2 separate regions of the Mus musculus genome follow, and region 2 is linked to region 1. The links are chromatin contacts, called in public Hi-C maps. All regions are on one chromosome and are shown on one strand. The core of a region is the stretch at or near the end of the contact, and the rest is flanking DNA. Distances in the headings are between cores, read along the strand shown. Region 1 overlaps Fars2 (phenylalanine-tRNA synthetase 2 (mitochondrial)). Region 2 has its middle 9.7 kb from the start of Gm30549.

Evidence for each region. Hi-C and Micro-C count contacts between places; a contact is called where the count stands out from the background.
Region 2: a contact with region 1 is called in a Hi-C map of the N1E-115 cell line, with 3 times the contacts expected there. The contact joins two enhancer-like sites. A contact is called at or near these places in 1 of 39 promoter capture datasets (HPC-7-derived erythroid cells) and 1 of 484 Hi-C or Micro-C datasets (the N1E-115 cell line).

The regions. Positions count from the first base shown.
Region 1 is chr13:36,525,274-36,532,711 of GRCm38.p6, forward strand. The region is part of intron 6 of Fars2 (phenylalanine-tRNA synthetase 2 (mitochondrial)); the gene reads left to right. Among named protein-coding and RNA genes, the nearest start is that of Gm46409, 84 kb to the right of the region's middle. Within about 2 kb of position 4,583, at least 46 of the 459 cell types and tissues checked have an H3K27ac peak or open chromatin away from gene starts, as enhancers often do. A contact at or near this core is called in the N1E-115 cell line, where this site is marked.
Region 2 is chr13:37,057,507-37,064,944 of GRCm38.p6, forward strand. No RefSeq gene overlaps it. Among named protein-coding and RNA genes, the nearest start is that of Gm30549, 9.7 kb to the right of the region's middle. Within about 2 kb of position 3,380, at least 10 of the 459 cell types and tissues checked have an H3K27ac peak or open chromatin away from gene starts, as enhancers often do. A contact at or near this core is called in the N1E-115 cell line, where this site is marked.

The sequences.
Region 1 (7,438 bases), core at 3,333-5,832:
AGATCGGGAGTTCAATTGAAAACAGACACACACACCACTAACCTAGGACACCTGGGCGCAGTGGTGCATGGATAGACCTGGTGTGATGGGCAGAAAGAAGTCTCTCCTCGAGGACACTTAACAGGAGGAAGTAACAGATCTGGGCAGGACTCTGTCACTCAGAAGATGAGAAATTAGAATTTGCTTTTTTATTTCTTTATTTTTCTCACGTCCCAAGGCCCTTATCTGTGGCTTGACCATGCCTGTCACCCCTGTTTCTCACACCTCATTGGCTCCCATCCTCCTTCAGGTCTCAGCTCTGACACTCCCACAGGGAACCTTCTCTGACCTTTAAGTTAATGGGCCTTTTATGTAGCCTCATAGCACCATGTACGTCTCCTCTGTAACCTTTAAGATAGTTGTAATTTACATTTTTTCATAATCCTTTGATTAGTACCTATCTCCTGCACTAAGCTGGAAGCTCCACAAGAGCTTGCTCATGTCTAGCTTGTAGTATCCCACTCTTAGCTTCTCAGCGCTTTTCAGAATACATGGTACAGAGTGGATCAGGTGAACACTATTCATTTTCAGAATGAGTCCAGTAATAAATTAGATGAATCGATGAATATATTCCTGACCCTGCAAACAGTGATGTTACCTATGACACAGACCATCCTTCCCTGTAAGATCTCTTTCCTCTTTGACCCCTGATGACCCTTATGCACCCTAGGCAGGATCATTATGTCTTTTTTCTGCTGGTCACGAGTTAAGGGGTATAACCAACTGCCATGGAAGAAAGGGACTAGACTAAACCCCATGGCCTGGAAAGAGAACAAATCACAGGACACATTTGTCAGCTCCATATGAGGGGAACAGTCTCTTAGGTCACACTGGGGAAGCCTTGGGTAGACTGACCTAGAAGCAATCACACTTTGTAGGAAGAATACAGGCATGGGTCAGAAGAGCTCTCAGGTCTGTCATCTTTGCTCCTTTGAGTTCATAAAGTGTGTCACTTGTGCAGTGACACTTAATGAAGCCATCCATGACTGCATCATTCCAACCTAGAATAGCATAGCTGATGCTCACCCTGACTAAAAATTATCCCTGTTTTGTCCCCTTCCCCTTGATCTCTGACTTTTGACTGTGAAGAAATGGCTCTATAGGTTAGATCTAGAGTCTCTCCCCAACCCCCTTTTTTTTGTTGTTATCGTTGTTTTTTTAAAATATTGTCATTGGAAAGTCTATAAACCTTTCTTTACTAATGTGTGATTCTTTCAAATGTGATCCTGACTCTTAAAATATTTATCAGTCACTGAGGATATAAAAACTATACATGGCATTCTACTCTGAATAGTGGAGTTGAGGAATGTCTATAGTATGCTCAAATGGTTAACATGGGGTGGAGCTGAACAGATCACAGTACTGCAATCCTTCAGTCAGCTCTGACGCTAACTGCCTGCTGGCCTCTGTGTGCAGTGAGGCTGCCCATAACAAGGGCCTTTCTTTGGTTTAGTTCCTTTTCACCTGGTCTTTTCCCAGCAGGGAAAGCATGGTGCCAGGGGCTTCAGGCATCTGGTCACACTACCAATGTATTAAGACTAAGAACCATTAAGGCCTGCTTCCAGGGAGTGGCTGATGACATGGTTGTGTGCTAAGAAATGAGTATTCAGATGGTTTGTTATCATACAAACATTATACAGTCTAATCGGATAAATAAAGGTGGGTATGCTCGTCACTGTGTGATAGACTCCTGGGAGTATGATCATGTATGTGGTCTGTCTGTCACTGACCACAATGTCATTATGCAGTGGCATCCCTCTTTCTAATGCTTTGGGAGATTTTACCACTACCATTAAAGCAGGCAGACTGGCCACTGCATGAATATTCATGTATTGATCAAGCAATTCATTTACATGTCTGTATCTCCCACAGTGCAGACCTCAGCCCATGATAAATAGTTGCTGATCAACCAGCAGCACAGAATAAACAATTGCTGATCAGTGGGAGCTGGAACTGTAGCACCTCACCTGCCACCTGACTTGGTGACCATTGTCAGCACAGTCAAGAAGCAGCCATGTTACCACACACAGTTAGAGCTAGCTAGCTCTGGTGACTTGAATTTGGCAGATATAGGCCAGGGAGGAAATTAAAATCACCTCCAAATCTTCCACACAGTTGAAAATAAGCCATTTCCTCACCTTTATTAGAAGGGTAAGGAGATTGCTTGGAAGATGGTAGAACAATTGGAAAAGAAGTTCAAGGAGGAGAAACCCCTGCTGTGTTATGAAAGGAGGATTTTAAAAGCCATCTCCATAAGATGGGGCACCCGGGCTTCTCTGTCTGGAATCCCAGAGACACTCCATTGAGCAGGGCAGAACTCAGAGTGGACCAGCACTGACATCCAGAACTATTCTCTTCTGTTTGGGTTTTGGTTTAAGTATAATGTGAATTCCTATTCTAGGCTTATTTCAGGCACCACCCCTTAAATTTTCCTTTTTATTGTGGTAGAATGTACATGACATTCTCTATTTCTGCCATTCTTGAGTGTACATGTCAGTGGCATTGAGCACATGCACACTGTGTGACCATCACCTCTATCCATATCTAGAACGTGGTCGTCTCCCCAGCCTGAAACTCTGTGCCTCCTACCCCCACTCACCTGCCCATGCTCACCTGTACCCGCACATCTGTCCAGCCACTGGCAGTGCTGTGCCTCTGCTGTCTGTACATTTGGGTCCTAGGCACTCTACATAGCAGAGTCATACAGTGCTGGCCTTTTGCTTATGGTTTGTCTCACTGAATGCTGTGTCCTAGGTGTGCATCCACGCTGTCACATATATCATGTGTGATCACCTGGGCCTTCTTTATAGGCTCTGTCACACTGCCTGTGCATACCTTAAGATCAGTTGTTAACAGTAAGCCTGAAATGTCTGAAACAATTACCCTGGTTTGTCTTTCTTTCTCAGTCAGTCTTTTAAAACCTCTAGAGTCTGTATCTATATTGTAGAATAAGAACCTGTATCAGATTAGAAACTGGCCCCAGAGCCTAGCTGAGAAGCAGTAGTAAGAGAGACCATTAAAAGACTTCTGAAAGTAGTTATTTTCAGTCTTACTCAGATAAAGATCCAGAACTCAGCCCCACCCTGCAGGAGGCCTGGACTCCACCTCCCTCCCTATGCCTGCTTGGCAGAAGCCACTGCTCAAGAGTACCAGAAGTTATGGGGAGAGTTAGGAAAAAAATCCCAAAAAAACTGGGGGTGCTTTGAACTTCCCAGAGGACTTGGCAGGTGTTTGATGTTCAAAAGCACTTCTTGCCTGTAAAATTTGTCTCTGCGGAGCTCTTAAGTTACCGACTGAGGCTGACCAGTGAGTGGACCGGTGGGGGTGGCCCAGCTTGGTTCCTTTCCCAGCTGCTGGTCCTGCCTCTATCACGGCCTGCATGGGAGTTGTCTTTCTCCAGGCAGAAACTGTCAGAGGAACCATCTGGTCCAGTTTCTTATGACTGACTCGTAGGAACAGCAATCCCTCTGGGAGCTAGGAAGCTTGGCAGTGGCGGGGAGACACTTATCTGTGGCTAGCTCCTCGTCTAGCTGACAACTACAGAAACGCACAGCTCTGAAGGGCCTCCAGGGAACACTAGGGCAAGAAGACAAAGTGTTCTGAAACTCAGGCGGCAGGCCTCTTTGCTATTGTTACAGTTTGATATAAAATGTCTTCCAGAGCTTCATGTGTTGAAGGCTTAGTTGCCAGCCTTTTGGGGAACTGTATCCTAAGGGCTCTGACCTAATCAGTAATCTTTTGATATATTTATATTATGACACTATTAGAAGGTGATGTAAGCCAAGAGATTGGCCATGTAGTTCTGCTACATCTTGCCCTGGGCCCTTCCTCTAACTCCTGTCTCTACTTCCTGTCTGCCATAACATAAGCCTCCGTCTGTCCAATGCACAAAACCAAGTAACCATGGACCAAACCCTCTGAAACCATGAACCAAACAATTTTTTTCTCCCATTATGTCTGTCTGGTGTTTGGTCATGGCTGTGCAAAAGTGACCGATACAGCTGTGGGAGGGGTGGCATGAGGATGGCACCAAAGGCCTTAGTATCTGATGGATGACTGACTGGAGACCCACTGGACAGAGGGTGACTCTTTGATCTTCCAAGCAATAACTTGCGCTGGTGAAGCTAGCCTGATGCTCTCCATTCTTCTAGTATCCCCTCACAGCATTACGTCAGTATCACCTCATGCCCGCCTCAGCCCTTCCATTTCATTCTTTGCAGATGTTAGATTCCTCCAGAATCTCCCTTCCCCCTGTTTAGTCTTGGGATATTAGAGCCAGAAAAAAAGTTAAAGCTCACTTAGCCCACCTCTCACTGCTAAGGAAAATGAGACCACACAAGGTGACTCACCCAATCTTGCCTGTCACTGCCCTGGCTCAAGAGCCTGGGCTCCACCTCCCACCCAGCAAATCTTATTACCAGAATTTCTTCTTTATTTTTTCTCTGTGATTGTTTATAGCAGGAAATGCAGTAGTCTGGTTTACTTAGTGTCTGGATCGCTTATTCAGACCAGGCCCAAGTCTGTGCTTCATGCTTTGTCAGAAATAGCTCTGGCTATCCTCAGACCAGTGTCAGATTCCAGATTCATTAAAGAGGTTAAACATTGACTGGCTAGGATTGTGTGTGCAACGGAGGAGTAGGACCCACTCCTGTTAGCTTAACTTCCAGCAGTTTTAGTTATATGATGTCGACTATAATCCAAAATGTTAAAATTCCAGGAGTAGTATAAAGTTTTGTGCTATGTCGCCCATGGTCTGTTCAGCATCTCTATGCTATGTACACTGCCCACCCATCCATCATCTAGCTGTTCTCTCACATATCAGATCAGCTGTGTGATATAAGTTCTTGAGTCAAATAGACTTTAATTTAATAAAGGCCCAAAGCTCAAGAGCACCAACAGTGGAAATTTTTTGTTACATAGTTGCAACTGCAATTGTTCCATTTTACTATTTTTATCCTTTTATTAAAAAATATTTTAATTGATTCTTTGATCATATTATGCACCCCAGCCCTACACATCTCCCTATCCCTTAATATCTACCCTCCCTTAATATCTACCCTTTGCTCTTGAATTCCCCTGCCCCCAATAAAAAACACAAACAAACAAAAAACATCGAAAAACATCTCATCATGCAAGTTGTAGTAGTATGCCACAGTGTGTCTCACAATATATCCCTCTGTCCACACACCTTCACTTGCTGATGTTCATCACAATGAATCATTTGGTCTGGTTCGAGATCTCTGTTTCTGTGACACCATCACTATTGGCTCCTCCTTGGGACTCCTCCCAGTTCTCCTGTTGTTGCCCTTCGTCATGGAGATCCTGCAGCTTTAGAAAAGCAGGAATGGCCCATTCACGTATCTCAACCATTTGCAAGTGATATAGATTTTGGGGTGGGCCAATTCAGAGCTCTGGATATGGGCCTGGTGGCAGCTGTGCCAGTCAGTGAGCCACCGGGGTGAGTTCTCTAGCACTGTTCTGGCCAGGCCACCCAATGCCACCATTGGCAGGAGGCAGGGTCATTTCTTCTGCTCTCATGGTCTCCGGCCAGCTCACCAGCACTCATGCCTCCAGAGACAACTCCACTGTGCTGCCCAGTCATAGCAGGAGGGGCTGTGGGGAGCACTTTTCCAAGTGCTGTAGCCTGCAAGGGGCTGGGCCAACTCTCCTACTCTCACACCCCCTGAGCTGGCTCACCCTTGACTTCACCATCAGGGCCAGCTCTCCAGAGCACTACAGCCAGTGAGGGGGCAGAGCTAGTTCTCCTCTGGGCCAGCTCTCAGTATTGCTCATAGGAAGGGGGAGGGACCCATGCCACCTCTTGACAGGTGAGTTGTAGAACCAGCTCTCCTACACTCTCTCCTAGGGTCAGTTCTCCTGTCTGCCTTCAGTAGTGAGGGGGTGGAAGGCATCTTCCCCCATCCAAGACCACTTCATAGCAGAGAAGTGATAGGGTCAGCTCTCCCTCACTGATACCCTCCAGCAATTAACCCACACCCCATCCGGGACAGCTCACTGGGACAAGCTCTTCCATCTGCCTCAGATGGTGAGGGGTGAGGGTTGGGGGGGGGTTCGCCTCTCATGTACTTAAACTTTAAATTTAAATCAAATTTCATCACAGGTACCCCAGTCATACTTTAGAAAAATGTATCTATAGTGTTTGTTGCTATTGCTGGTACTGGGCAGTCACTGTGGTCTTGGAATGTGTCCCCACCACTGAGTAGATAATCCACTCTTGATGGGCAGGCTCTGAAATAATTGCTGTATAGTGTGTCCATCTAGTCCTCAGAGATAGAAGAAGGAAATGGAGGTCTTGCTTCATAGGCAAGAACTCCAAGGCACAAGAGGTCATGCAGGGGCCCTAGATCTCACAGCAAAGAGAACGGGAATTGGAACCAGCTTTCTCTCAACTACAAAGTCAGGTGCTTCTCCATTCTCCCACAGCCTGGCAGCTCTCGGTCCTGTCCTTGGAAGTAACATCGAGCTGTCTCCCTCCCTCCCTCGTCTTGCCGCCCGTGCTTCTTGTCTGGCTTCCACGAGCTTCTGGATACATTGAATGAACTTGCTTTCTCCACTGAGCAGAAGAGTGATAACATGGGGCATCGGGCTGAACCTTTGTCTCTGACAAGCAGGAACTAGTTGACTACAAAGCCAAGGATCCAGCTTTCTCACTCTGTCAGTGGAACTCTTCTGGACAGCATCTTTCTGCACTGAGTAATCTCTGTGTGGATGGATAGGCAGTGTCTGCAGTGCCCACTGGTCATGCCTCGTCTATTCTGGGAGGTGTCAGGCATACCATCCAAGAACACAGAGTAGCTGCTCTGTCACAGATGGAAAAGCAGACTATTGTGGATGCTGTAGGAGATAGGTTTGGGCTGCATGTGAGGAAGGGTTTTATTTCAAGTTCAGAGCTAGTTTGGTTGCCACGGTGAACCCAGTGGTTGTATAATAGAAGTCTTCCCTCCCTCACCAAGACTCTGACCCATTGTTCCTTCTTTCCAGGCGGCTCCATAGCCCTGTACCCCTTCAGAAAATACCCCCCATACTTTGAGCTGGGGGGAGCACTAGTTAATCTTCAAGTAGTTCTGATGATGGTTCACTTTATTACTCTTTCTATTTTGTTTTAAGATATTTATTGCTCAGCTTTTTCACATTAAGACTGACACAAATATGAATATTTACAGGATGCAGTAAAATATTTTGAGCTATGTGTAATGATACAGTAATCAAGGTGCTTGGCATATCCGTCACCTCAGACATTCGTCATCTCTTTGTTTTGAGAACATTTAAAGTCCTCTTGTAGATAATGTAAAATATTCAAAACAGGGTCACTAGCCAGGGTCATCTGCTTTGCCACAGATCACTAGAGCCTGCTCCTTTCACCTTCCATAACTTTGTT
Region 2 (7,438 bases), core at 2,130-4,629, 530 kb after region 1:
ATGCCCCTTCTGGGCATTTTTCTCTCCTATCACATGGGTACAGGGCTTTATGAAGTATTTCCTTTTGCCTAGAATATTCTCCCTCAGATGTTAAGGGTTCTTTGGTGGTTAGGTTCATGGGTTCACCCTGTGTTCACTGATTTCCCAAAGATGGGTCAGTTACCCATGTCTCCTGGTAGTCATACTCTTTTTTGTGGTCCCTCCTGTGGTGGACCAATAGGCACAATGGATATGACTGTGCTAGCTCAGGACCTGAGCTACACAAGGTCTTACCTGTTTCTCTTTCATGATCTTAGGATCCTAAAATTCCATGAGGCTGACTCCTCCACCCTGACTTGAGGAGAAAGCCAAGAGGATGCTTAGAGAAACAGAGGCCCTGGGGCCTCATGACTAGAAAGAGGAGCCCTGCTAACCATATATGGAGGTAACAGAAACTGCCTGGCTGAGCTACACACAAACACTCATAAAGCTGTGAGCAATGAAATAAAAATGACTGCTTAATCCATGAAGCCTTGGGGTACTTCGTTACACATCAATGATAAGTGAAACACATTAATTCAATAAATATTTATCTAACACCTTCTATTGGATGGTAGTGTGGATGAAAAGGGGACACTGTCTGCCTTCGAGGCATACAGTCCTGAAGGGGAGACTGCATTGAAAGTCAGTTTTATGAAATTTAATCAACAAGTCTTCCCTCATAATTCCTTAGATTTCAAAATATTTCATCCTTCCCTCCCATGACAAATATCTCCTTCTGAACTTAATCTGGCATATAATGTGTGTGTGTGTGTGTGTGTGTGTGTGTGTGTGTGTGTGTGTGTGTGTGTGTAAATACATGTTGATTAATGAATGAATTAAAGTCGATGAAATGTCTCACATCAGTGAGAGCAGAGTGTGCTGCTGACCAGCCATGGAAAGCAGAGGCTTCTGTAGAATTCCGTACAGAGGACTGGCTTTAGGTTTTATCTCCTGCCTGTCACTCATTTCACGCTTGGGTTTCCAGGGCTGAAATCCTCATGAAAGGAATTGCTAAATAAATGCACATGCACGTAAGGGTTTATGCTCTCTCAAATGCCGTATTCCTACATAGCAATTCTAAATTAGGTAAGGTGTGCTCACTCCACCAACTGACCTAATGGTAGCCAATGCCCATTTTATAACCAAGTTGTGGCTTCTCGTGTTATATCAACAATATTTAACAGACCTGGGAGTCCAAGCTGTACCCCTAATCTGAAGACACTGGAAGAGACAAAGATATAAACTGTCTTTCGGATACTGATCTTGGATGTATTGGTCTAAGTTACCTAAGCATGTGGTAAATTTAACCAAGAGCCTGGGCCATGCCCACGAGCCTCTCCTCTCCCCACCTGCATTGGGTTCAGCAGCATAAACATAAAAACAAGGCAAGATCACAGATCAAGGCAATAAAATCAATCAAGGAGTCAATGTTGCATGATTTCTCTGGGTACCCATTCAATACAGTTGATACAGCTTCCTGTAATATTAAATTTAAATCTATCTATCTATCTATCTATCTATCTATCTATCTATCTATCTATCTATCTATCTATCTCTATCCATCAGTGGTCTATCTATATATGGATCTATCAGCTATCTATCATCCATTATCTATGTATGTATCTACCATCTATCTATGTATGTATCTACATATATCTATCCTATCTATCTATCTATCTATCTATCTATCTATCTATCTATCTAATATAACCATCTGTCTATCTACCTACCTGTCTTATACTATATATTTTTGTTTCCATACAGATAGCCCTTTCATCATGTAGGAATTTTATAAGATAAATTATATGCATATAAACATTTGTGTTTATAAATGCACATATTATACATGTACATGAATTTGGTACATATCACAGTAGTCTTTTGGTATTCACAAAAATTTCTTCTGATATATTCTTCTCAAAGCCAAGATCCACAGATGCTCAAGTCCCAGGGTATAGCCACAAATAGTGCCACATAAGCAGCATCAAGTAGATTTAGTGGGTTATCAAAAAGAGGTCATGATGTTGGGAGGGGTGTGCTAGGGAACATAATCATATTTTACTGCACACGTGTATGAAATTCTCATAAATATGGAAAATAAGAGGGTAAAATTTTATAATGGATAAGATGATAAGAAACCTTATAGATAAAAATAAATCAGGAGCAAAAATGGGGGGTGCCTAAGTATTTGCACAGAGCTTCTGTGCAGTCTGTGTTCTTTAAATCACCTTCAGATGAGTTATAAGACTTCTTATCATGCAGATGCTATGGAAAGAGTTGTTACTCTGTAATTTTAGGGGATGACAAGAAAAATGACTGTGGTGCAGACACAATTTTTAAGAATATTTTTGATTGGAGGACAGTTATAGATAGATGTGGACTCCCCAGATGTGAGGCCTACAAATATTAAGACTGTATACATAATGCATATCAGAGATGACCAGCCCCAAGAAAAGAAAAGAAATCAGAATTGTTTTGGTTCACTTAAACCCATGCTTTTCTAGTATTGCCATGAGGCGGGGGAGAGGGGGGAGGAGGAGGAGAGTCAGAGAGACAGAAAGAGAAGGAAAAAACTGCCTTTCTAGTCTTTAATTTGATACTAGAAAACAGTCATGACGCATTGTAAAGTGTCGGTACCCCAGATGCATTGTAAAGTGTCGGTACTCCAGATGCCCAGTGCCTTGCACTCGACAAAACCCTTTCATGCCTTCTGCTTAAATCTCACTAAGACCACTCATCATATCTCTGCTGCATAGGGAGGAGAGTGAGATGCTTTGGATCTTAAGTACTTCTCAAAGGTCTCAATGCTAAGGCCTTATTGTGGAGGCAATGGGACATTTAGGGGATGGGACCACATGAAAGGACTTTAAGTCACATGGGGCTGTGTCTTGGAAGGATATGAGGATCCAAGTTCTTTCTCTTACTCTTTGCTTCCTGGCTGCCATGAGATAAGTGGTTTCCTGTCATGCTGTACTGCCTCACTTTGGGCTCCAACACAAATTAACTAGCTGTTAGTGGTCTTTAATCCTCTGAAACCGTGAGCCAACATCAAGTTTTCACCTTTTCAAGTCGTGCATGTCAAGCATTTTGTCAAGGTGATGGAAAGGTGACTAACACATCAGGGACTTGTGAGAGATTGTCCTTTCTAGGCTCCAACTAGTTCTCAAGCTTAACAGCGAGGAAGATGAACATTCACCATAAATCTGAGAGTCCCCAACCCTTAAGTCTCCCACCCACAAGCCTTGTCTTTTTAGACTTCTGCTCACATCCTCTGGACCACCTCTGCCACCCAGAGTACATAAGAACACACGCTTGCTCCCAATACAACAGTCAGCTGCTAACCTCACTCCGATCCTCATTTCCTGACATGTTCCTAAGCTGGAAACACTTTGCAGCACAATCAGAAGCTAAGACTGAAGACCTTCCCAGCCTAACAAACGATAATGGAAAATGTTCTCTGTTTCTGGACCTTGGCTGTCACAATGCATCCCACATGTTTGCCAGCTGAAGTGCAGATGGTTTCTATTTCACTCAGCATTAATTTTTTATGAAGTTTCCTCAGAGCCAGGGGACCTATAATTGGCTTTTAGTTCTTTACTCTGCACTGCCGTATCTAATTGCCGAGATAGTTCTTAGGACACAAGTCATATTTTAAGGTGGTGTTAATATGTTTACCAGGTTTCTCACCAACATTGGGCATACATCTTGGGGCAAACTTTTAAATGTGTTTTTCCTTGGGAAGGAAGATCGGGCTTTATTGGAATTCATACTCTGCTCTTCTCTGGATTTGTGACCAAAGTGCTCACAGCAGTGTCATTGTGTCCAGAGCCTTGATAACAGCAGGACCTTGACACTATTTTGTAATCTCCATTTGAGTCTTAAAAAAGTTTGGTATCTGGGAAGCAGAGGTGGGTCCTGTTGAAAATGAAATCTGCCCTTTGGTTATATATGATATGAGCCCACTGGAACACAGGAGTTTTGTCCTTATTCCAGCTGTAGCCTGGACTTGGTTTTAGAACATCTCTGGATACTTTAGCACAACCACTAAGTTGCTATAGTGCTTTAGAAATGTCCTTGTAACCCTTTCCCAGCAGGCTCCATGGACTGTTCAAGAAAATCCATGATGTAGAATGATAGACGTACAGAGGTGATGGTGACCAGGAGTCTCTGTTCCTTGTAGATTAGTTTAGCTAGTTTCAGATGTCATTATTTTTGTCAACGCCATGTGTTTTCTGACAAAGGAGAGTCAGGGAGGAAGAGGACGAGGAGGAGGAGGAGGAGGAGGAAGCCAGTCATGTGTACTTCCTTAAAGCAAATAGACAGGAAGTTTATATACTATTTCTATAGTGATTGCGAGCCACATATTCTCTATAATCTGCATGGAAGCTCATCCCCCAATATAATTTTCTATTCCTGAGTTCTCCAATTTGTTTTTGTGTATTGCCCTGTATGTATGCAATGTGCAGAGTTTGCATCCATTGCCATGTTTAAAGAGGAAAGAAAGCAAATTTAGGCTGTGTTCTGTTTCCATCTGTCACGTTGCCAGCATACCTCAGGGGTTTGTTAGAGTTATTGTTTTGGCTCAAAGGTACCTGAGACTTCTTCAGTCAATTGTGTCCTGCTTTTGATGCAGCCCCTGCTTAGGAAGAAGCCCTTCCCATGGTTATTAGCATCCTTTATCTTGCAAGACTTCCCATCTGGTAGACAGCTCGGCACTACTGTTAAGACTGTGAATTTGCTAGTATTTAACTCAGTGTTCACAGACCATCACCATCTCCCCTCCTTGAAGTCTGTGTGTGAAGGCTGAATGTGTGGGAGGAACTGTTTCTCAGTGCTTTTTACCCTGTGTTCTCAGGCCAAAGAAATATTCCTTCTGTTGTGTTTATTTAGTCCTTGAAGACCAAAGGTGATGCTTCTGTTTGAAGCTTTGGCTCATTCAAAGGGAAGCAATCAATCTATTCTGCAAGTATTTGAGCAATTCTAGGACCCCAGAACAATGCCAGAGGTAGTAGGGCAGAACCTCCCAAACTACAGCATGCATGCAGATCATTGGAGACTTTCTGATTGAAAAGATCAGAACCAGGACTCAGTTTATCTCCATTGATAAGATTACCCAAGAGGGTTCTGGAGCTACACCAGTGTATCTACTGGGAGCAGCACTGTTCTAAGAGAGTCAATGAGAAATTTTCAGTATCATGGGAAGATATGGAGCACACTCAAGTTAGACAACAAGAAAATAGTATGGCAAGACCAATTACACCATGTTCTTAAATGCACTCTAAAGATATCAAATAACAGCTGAGACAGGGAAGGTGGGAACACTATGGAGTGAGTACACCAGGTCGCTTGTTACTGTCTGGGATAACATGAGGTCATACACTTGGGAGAAAGCCATGAAGATGTGGACAGGGAGAGAAGAGCGAAGACTTTCTGGAGGAGGTGACAGTGGAGACCTTGCATTTGATGCTGCTCAAATGAATTGGGAATGTAGTTTCTACAATGATAGATGAAGAACGAGCAAAGGGGGACAAGCAGCCTACTCATCCCAAGCTTGCTGTATGATAGCAAGAGAGTCTGCTATCCCTACATTCTGATACTGATTCAAAATTAGGCCAGAAACTAGGAAAGCCTTCAGGGATAAAAGGGTGATGGTATGTCCTGATGCCTCTGAGGCTGTTTCCCTGGGAGACTGCACACAGTGTAGTTAGTATAATAAGCAGGGCCTCTCCTCTGCCATTGTAAGTGTGTCATTTCTGTGGGACTGTCTCTGGATGACTCTAATGTTTAAGTAGTACAAAATAAGAAAGTACTATCCAACTTGCACCAATTGCTTCAGAGGTTTTTTATTTGTTAAGAGAGATGTTAGCAGCCCCACTTCTCACAAGTTTGACCTGTGGGCAATGTGCTAGCCTGACTGGTCACATAGATCACAGCTTCTTGAGTCTATTAAGCTGTGGGTCAAGACTCTTCATGGGATTATGAAAAATTTAGTAAGACTAAAAGGCTTCTGGGTTTACGACGATGGCCAACAATTCATTTGAAATCAGATCTGAGAAGTTTCTGGTCACACTCATCTATGTTGGGTCACACAGCTTCAATATAATCTTGGTTATGGACACAGAGCATGTGCATTTTGCAATGTATGTGACATCATACCTCAGAAAGCCAACAAAGGTGTCCTGGAGCATCTTGAGTCAGATTCCAGACCAGGTTGTGATAACCTTCAGTGTCTTCATTTTCTATATAGTATTTTCTGCCCTTATAAAACATAATGGTGTGATGAGGGAAAACAAAGACTTTTTAATAGGTTCCCACTGTTTTTCTTCAGCACATAAATGTCAAGTCAGAATATTATTGTACTGTATTGTATTAGAGTGTTTGGTTTTAAACATTGATGTCTGAATTATGGACTTGAGTTTCACACACACACACACACACACACACACACTTTTTTTTAGTGAAATTTGACTTGTGATCAGAGAAGAATTTCCAATAATTTCAGAAATGACCCTAAGCATACCCCTGCCCTGTTGTATGTACTACATATTCATATGACTCACTATTATCACCATTGACAACTATAAGATTAAAAATATCAATAGACTCTGAAAACTCACTACTATGCCACTTTAATCATCAATGAATGGTAAAATTGTACATATGCTAAATGCTATTTTAAATAGATTTCTTCATGATTTGTTGTAATTAATTGCTCAGTTTTTATGCCTACTTTCTGTACTAGGTCCCTAAGGAGATCCAAAACTGTCTTGGGTGAAACGAGTCGATCCATTAGGTAATCTGTTGGTCTTGGGAAAGAAGTTGCATTGTGTGTTTATGTATGCTCTACCTATTCCCCCTTTATATACAGCAGCCCTTCAGTATCCAAAGGAAATTTGCTTTAAGATCCCCATTGGATACCTGAAATTAACTAGTATTAAGCTCTGTTGTACTGCTCTTCCCTCTTTCTATATACCTATAACAATTATTATCCTATCAGTTAGCTACAATATGACATCAATATTAACTAATAATAGCAACACAACACACAAAGTTTAAAAATATTATGCTAAAATTAGAGCAGCATTGCTCGGCACTTTGGGATTATTATTAAGCAGAGGTTGCTTAAGCAGAATGAGCTGTAGGGCAATTTGACAACAAAAAATGACCACTGTATGGGGAGCACATAAAGAAAAGATACAGTGGGTGGGGGTTGGGGGGAAGATGCTTCAGGTCCCAGGTATGGTAGAAGAGGGTAGCAGCTGATTTCTTTATGCCATTCATAACAATCCTCAATTTAAGACATAGATTGAGATCAAGTTCTCTCTCTGTCTCTGTCTCTGTCTCTCATGTTTACATGTGAGGCATGGTATGCATGTTGAGGCCTACTGACCTCCTTGGTGTTGGTCTTGGCCTTCCA